Linked DNA regions of Danio rerio: region 1 is linked to region 2. A link is a contact called in public Micro-C data. All regions are on one chromosome and are shown on one strand. The core of a region is the stretch at or near the end of the contact, and the rest is flanking DNA. Distances in the headings are between cores, read along the strand shown.

The links. Hi-C and Micro-C count contacts between places; a contact is called where the count stands out from the background.
Region 1: a Micro-C map of caudal fin shows a contact between it and region 2, with 2.5 times the contacts expected there. The contact joins the promoter of lyrm9 here to the promoter of LOC141377978 in region 2. A contact is called at or near these places in 1 of 18 Hi-C or Micro-C datasets (caudal fin) and 3 of 4 datasets of contacts at active chromatin or transcription factors (caudal fin, embryo and pancreas).

What each region holds. Positions count from the first base shown.
Region 1 is chr15:32,903,044-32,906,766 of GRCz12tu, reverse strand. lyrm9 (LYR motif containing 9) reads right to left here and starts at 1,334. Exons shown (of 3, transcript NM_001159983.2): 1 at 1,017-1,334; 2 at 850-942; 3 at 216-578. The coding sequence starts at 1,142. The coding sequence ends at 561. The region is part of intron 1 of LOC137487766 (a long non-coding RNA gene); the gene reads left to right.
Region 2 is chr15:32,750,884-32,754,615 of GRCz12tu, reverse strand. LOC141377978 reads left to right here and starts at 1,936. Exons shown (of 5, transcript XM_073924213.1): 1 at 1,936-1,997; 2 at 3,045-3,261. The coding sequence starts at 1,936. nlk2 (nemo-like kinase, type 2) reads right to left here and starts at 2,951. Exons shown (of 12, transcript NM_001113485.2): 1 at 1,740-2,951; 2 at 1,402-1,496. The coding sequence starts at 1,877.

The DNA of each region.
Region 1 (3,723 bases), core at 85-2,584, 150 kb before region 2:
TGATGGTATCATGCCAATATGGACCAAAATCTCTGAGGAATATTTCCAGTACCTTGTTGAATCTATGCCATGAAGGATTAAGACAGTTCTGAAGGTAAAAGGGGGTCCAACCCAGGACTAGTAAGGTGTACCTAATAAAGTGGCCGGTGAGTGTACGTTAATGTGCCTTTATCAAAACGTTTAAATGGGAGAGTCAAAATTAGGAAACACAAATGTAATATTAAAACATTTATTAACTCAAAACAATATTAATATTAAATTTAATGAAAATATACAAACTTGAATGTAATGGCAACAAGTATATGATCAAATAGGTGCATCAATAATTGAATGGCTTATATACCAGACAAAGTCAATAAAGGGCATTGTGTATGTGTAAAATATTATGTAATCATCAAGTAAACTTTATGGCATTGTTACACTTGTAAAAGTTGATATGGATATTTGGTGATGTACTGTTTAACCTCTGTTTATGATTTGACTTTCTCGTCACGGTGTTTAGCAGCACACTTGTGTGCAAGTCCTCAGTTTGCTTCATGATGAACACTTCACAAAGGTGGTCACTTCTTTTTTGTGTACTAAAAAGATAAAAAAAAAAAACTGGTAAGTATAGGTACACAATGGTAATTCAGAGTACATAAACTAGAATAAAAGAAACAGAATATATAAATACAAGTAATAAAAGCAACAAAGAATAAAAATTATTAAAAACAACCAAAAAAAGTAATCCAAAAGTTACATTTCTTTTAAGTTCTATTAAAGTATTTTTAAAAAGTAAATTTTAAAATTAAAAAGTAATCTAAAGAGTATATATATTAGTTTTTTTTTTCTCGAACAAAATAAGCTTACTTTATTTAATATCCAGTCTGCATCAGATATAGCTCTTTGAATGATCATCTGAATCCTCTGTGGGTCATCCTCATCCACATGGCTGTTATAGCTCTGGAAGAAAACACGTTTACACCTGACAAAAGTCTGATTTATTTTTAAAATCATTCTCTCGTGTATGAAGGCACCTGTCTGATGGCGTGTTGGTAGTGTTTCTGCATGGCTTCTGATGGCAGAAGTCTGCAGCAGCGCAGCAGGTACCGGTAGAGCTGAAGCGGCGTGCGGACAAACTTAGCGCCCGCTACAGGAGACATGGCGGTCTATGGACACTTTCACTCAGAGTTAAGTGCAAAGTCCAAACACTAAACTAATAATAAGCATACTTAGAGTCGCAAATTCTAAGTAAGAAGTGTTACACTCTGTCGCATGCACATATTTTGAGATGTAAAGGTGATGTATAACAGAGGAATTACTTCCTGTCTCATTAAAAGTTGTTGCTTCATAATAAAAGTCATCGCTCTTATGTACATAAAACCGCCGAAAATGTAAAAAACTCAAATGTACAAACCTAAAAAGAAAAAAACATCTACAATTTGTCTAACCCACAAGCATACAGGCCTTCAAAAAAACAAAAAAAACAAAACAAAAAAAAAAACATGCACAATCTATGCAATTTGTACTGTGGCTATGTGGATTCTGTGTTATCATTTCACTTTACTCATTCCTGGCCTCTTCTACCTAGAGATGTAGAGGCTGAACAAAGTTTCTGCCACCTTTCCCTGTCTGTGGCCACTGTTTGGTGAAGTTTGGGTCTACTTCGCTCTTTTGGAATACTTGGTTAAGTGAGTCTATTTCATTTGAGGCCTATTGGGCGTTTTCCTTGGGTTCTTGTCTCTAGCATCTGCTTTGGAACCCTGTGGTTTTTCATCCTGACAACATGATGTATATATAAATATATATATATAAATATATATATATAAATATAAATAAATATATATATATATATATATATATATATATATATATATATATATATATATATATATATATATATATATATATATATATATATATATACATACAGGATAACAAAGAAAAAAACAAGACACAGTTGAACATAATCAGTTCACCACTTAGTAACCATAGAATCAAATCAAAAAGAGGAAATACAAAATAATGCTTGGTTTACATGATAATACAAAATAAAAAAGTATTTTGGGCTAGCACGTATTGTTTTGGTTGTCAAATAGGCCTACTTGTGCATGTCTATAGACTGAACACATAGTTTACACTAGTGTTTCCCAACCATGTTCCTGGAGAACCAACAGCTCTCCACATTTTTCATGTCTCCTTAACCAAAGACACCTGATTCAGATCATCAGTTTATTAGCAGAGACTGAAAAACCTGGGTGTGACAGACAGAGGAGACATCTGAACCATGGTGGTCCTCCAGGAACGTGGTTGAGAAACACTGGTTTCCACCAAGATAATAAGAGTACAATTTTATCATAAATTACACTAAAATCTTTTAAAGTGATCATCCAAAATATTGGATACCTAAAAGTTTTTAAAAACTAAATAAAAGTATTTTTATTTTTAGATAGAAACATTGTCATGTTCAAAAACCCATTGAGGAAAAGAACAGCAACATGTTGTAACAGGCCTATAGCCAGGGTGGTTTGAGTGGTTCGAAAGACCCACCTCTCACTGACAAAGGTCCAGAGTTTTCCCATACATGAGCTCATTTGTCCTATTTTGACTGCTATGCCATCATAGTGAAAATAAACCATCGAAAAAGGTTTTAAAGACCAAGTGGAATCTTCTGTTGGGTGTCACTTAGGTCTGACTTCAGCCAATCAGTTTTGGCCAGTGAACACAATTATTTTTCATGAATCCAACATCCAGCTGTGTAAGAAAACATACAATCTGAGGAAGTGAAGTCGTCTTTCGCTACTCTATTGTTTTTAAATAGAGTAAATATTTTACAAGTTACTTTTATTCTAAGTCTTGCAAACAACAAATTGACCAACGAAAAGGGTGTGAATCACAAAAAACGACTGATATTAAAATTAATTTGAAAACTAGTTTGGCTGTTGTTAACCATGAATTTCCCAATGTACTTTTTGGTTATGATGACTATCCAACAATCTATTTAAGCTAAAATAGTGCTTAAAATGTCATGAAAATGCTGTTTTTAAATCGCATAATTTAATAGTTGACCAATGAAGGCCTATAACTGCAAAAAGGTCCACTTTTTGAGAAAAATAGAACCACTAGGCTGGCTACCGGCTTGTGTCATGATGATATATTTCCACATGTAATAGAAAAAACATCTTACATAATTAATTTAAACACATGACAGAACTTACATTACTTTTTTTATAATGTAATCTTGGAAATTCACTGTCAACCATCACACTTTACTTGCTTTTGGTTTCAGTCTTACTATAACTCATGACCTGCCAACATCAAGTATTTTTCACCACCGAAAATGACTTTTTGTTATAGTTATCTTGTGTTTGTCCCTTATATTTGAACTTTGAATCAAATAAAAGGTGCTGAGAAGCAGTTGTCCTGTTGTCTGCACGTTGAGTCACTACAGCGCCCAGATGGCAGCCCACAATCCCCTCATTTCACCTGGAGACGCCAGTGAAAGCACTCTTTGTTTAAGAAGGAAAAGCCCCAGCAGCATCAAAGTCATTCTTATGGGGTGTGTGTGTTTGTGAACAAATGGAGAATTCCCCATGCTTCAGTGATAACATTTTGTTGAGCTTTCAAGATATTAAATCAAAAAGTCAATCCCATACACATCTCTTAATAAGACACGTTATAGTCTATTCGCGTGACCTTATAACAAAAGACAGCTCTGTTAGACAGCTTTTGGCATGCTGTGTG
Region 2 (3,732 bases), core at 687-3,186:
TAAGAAACTAAATGCATTCTTCCTGATGGTCACATGATCACGCATTTTTAATGGGAAATTATTTAAACATCACAGCATTCATACAACAATTTATAGTTCTTACCCTTTTTACAATATATACTATGCATAAAGACCTTACAAATATACATTGCACAATACAAATAAAACAGATTTTAATACGAATTTCAACAAATAAAAACCCTTTATGTGTCTTTGTAAAGCTTTTCATGGTAATGTTTACTTTCTCATTTAGGGAAACTCCTGAGATAAATAAATAAGTTATATCTCTGAACTTTAATAAAAAGGCTGCGCTTCCCACCTCAAGTCTCAATCACTATTGGGACTTCTAGAGCTAGTTTGGTGCTCAAGTCTGTATTGGTGCATCCTCGATACCAAGAACGCATCCGGGAACCTTTCCACATCCTCCGTTCTTGCGGTCTTGAGTTTTGGAACTGATCTATGGCAGTTAATTATGACATCGCTGAAGAACACATATTGAGAGACAGCCAGAGCTTGATTAGCAGGTTGAGGTGTGTTCAGTTGGGGTTGAAACTAAAATATGCAGGACACCGGCCCTCCAGAATCAAGTCTGGACCCAATGGCCTAGAGCACCACCTGATGTTAATGCCGAAGTTCTGAATCAATTCAATAGAGAATACCAAACTGAATAGACTTATTGCTACAGCTCTTATAAATGCACTTTGCTTGTTCGACTCTGTAGCAACATTTTAAGTCCTTTAGGAATTAAAGAAATGAATGAATCTAGTGACTTCTTGAACAAGACTCATCGACATGACATCATCTGCCATTTATCATGCAGACTTCAACTACTTTCCACTGAAAGCTTTTGCAACAATTAGTGGCATGGGTGTCATAATTACTCTGTTTTATAGATTACAACTTGTAGAAGCTGTTCACATTCTAGTACAACTCAAAATACAAGAGTTTCTGAGCAACTGCTTGTACCATGTGACCAGTAAATCACCTAACTGTGACATATTGATTAAGATTCTAAGTAAAGACGTTAACAATAAGTCCATACAAAAGACTAATTGCAAGTCAGCCGACATGAACAGCTGGTGTTGTCATCTCAAAATAACAGTAAGGTGTGAACTTATGCCACAGCTAGTCATGTGACAAACATGGCGGCACCCATGAGGGGTGTACCAGCTCTGTGTGACATAATAACAAAACTTTTTTCTATTCTGCGTATGTATTTTTAATAATCATATCTTGCACAACATTATAATAAACTTTTAAAATGCACATATTAATAGATCATAAAAACTTGTTGTTTAGATTTACATAAACATTAGGCTAATGTTCAAGAGCCCTTTTGAAGTCGTCAGAAGAAGCATTATTTAGAGCATTCTCTGTTAACACAGAAGTTGTTCCACTCACCAAACCACGCCGAAAGCTCCGTATCCGATCGGTCTGTCCGGCTCTATATCCAGCTGTTGTTGTAAGTGATGCGAGTGTTGGTGGTGGTGATGGTGCACCTTTACAGCGGCCGCGGCGGCGGCTTGCACCTGTGCTGGGGCTGCAGCGGCCGCCGGCCCCGGAGCTTGTCCAGGAGCGGGCGAGGGGAAGTACGGCTGCTGCTGGCTCGGGTTCAGCATCACCGCCGCCGCCGCCGCAGCAGCAGCGGCCGCGGCCGTAGAAGCGTGCTGCTGTACGGGGTGCACGGCGGCGGCCGAGCCGGGGTGCTGGAGGTGATGCTGGCCAGCGTGGTGATGGTGGTGGAGGTGGGCGGGTGGCGGGAGATGTGGCAGCTGGTGGTGATGGTGCGGGTGATGCGCTGCCACTGCCGCGGTGCCGCCGTTGTACGCAGCCATCATTTTCGCGGCATTGGAAGCCGTGGTTCCGCACAGAGCCATTCACTCACTCAACAGCCCGAAATGAGAGGTGGAAAAACAAAACAAAGAGGCGAACGAGATGGAGTGGGAGGCTGCCAAGATGTCAAACTCTCATTTGGCCGTCATAGAGCCAAACGACGGGTAAAATCAAAGCATAAATGTCCGGCATACATCAAGACGAGAGTGAAAAGGTGTCATACTAACAACTCTTCAGCTTTGATCTGACCTACTTCGGAGAATCTTTACGCGTTGTACGTTTCAGACTAGCAAAATGACAAGCGCGGACATCCAAGAACCCTCAAGCGGAGGGTAAACAAAAGAAAAGTAAAAAAGGAGAGAGGGATTAAATCAAAAGAATGCGCTCCCCCCATAATAAATCAATTCCGCACGGCCTTAAATCTCCCTCATGTCGGAGGCATGAGGAGCACCTTGCTTCGGCTCGAAACTCGGGCTTGCGCGGAAAGAAGGGAAATTAGGCGAACAGTACAAGTTACGGGGGATATGCAACATTCATCTTTTGGATTTCTTCATATTTGCCATTTTGGGCTCTTCCAGCCCTGTTTCCACCGCCAGGGCTGCATGCAGTTTGCAGAAGTTACGCGGATCTCAATCAGGCCACCGCTGCTGCTGACTTGGTACTTGCTCGCCAGCTTACTTGTTTACATGTACATTAAAACGCGCAATTCTCCCGCACGAAAAGACTGCTACACTGGATCGATCCGGGAAGCTTGTTTTGCAGTATGGCGCTCTGTTGCCGCTTTCTGTTGCGCTCGAGCCCTCCTAAGCTGTAGATGGATAGCTGCTCCAGATCCTCTCCAAATGTCAAAATCCTCTCGAAACACCCATCACGCTGATCAACACAGCAATCCGTTTCCCTGGAACAAGGAAAACATTCTTCCGAAGCCCTTCAACTTATTTTCCCCATCGATAGCGATGCGCTCGTTCACCGGCGTGCCGCGTTCCTGCTCTCGAAATCGTGGGCATGTATACATCCAGTGAAGAAGAAATCAAAAGAAAAACATCCAGTGTTCCTTGCAGCCAGAAAACAGGCGGCCAGCGTCCTCACCCCCTCGCCGGATGGTGCTGCCAGGACCTGGGAAGGCACACGCGCAACCCTGCCGTCTTGGGTACCCGTCTATTCCTTGTCCGTTGACAGCTCTCTGCACCAATCACCTCGCGGCTCTGAAGCAGCACAGCCAATCAGCGGACGAGAGGAAGAGACGCAGGTCCAGCCATAATAAACTGGCCCTTGTTGCATGTGGAAGCAAGCGCCATTACGGCTACAGCATACTGTAAAAGACAGTGCGAGTCTACGGAGCCGTTGAGCCGAAATGGAGAGCGAGGGGGCCCACGTACCCAGAGATATTACGCGAGACATGCCATCCAATTAGCACCTGCCGTTGAAGTGAGTCTCTCGTCTGAAAGGAGACACATGATTCGCTGTCCAATCGTTTTTCAAATCGAAGGCAAAATGCAGAACAAGGACGGTCAAACATTATACAATATTTATTAAATATAATACAGTTCGCGAAGTTTATAGTAGTTTTCACTCTACATTAACATACGCTTAATTTGAGTGATGCATAATATTTATAATAAATATGTCGGTATATTTAGTAAAACTACATTTCTAAACTTAATAATTAGTATAGATATTACAGAAACACTTACCACTTGACACTTATCATCTACCACTTTTACTTATATGTTAGTTTTGTTGTTTTTGTTTATTAATTATGATGTCCAAGTTTATAAATAAATAAAAATACAGATCATTACTTTCAGTTTCTGTTTGTTTCAATTGGTACTTATGTGTTATTCATTGTATTACTTGTAATTACTTTATAATTATTTATGAAACTTACTTGCACGTATG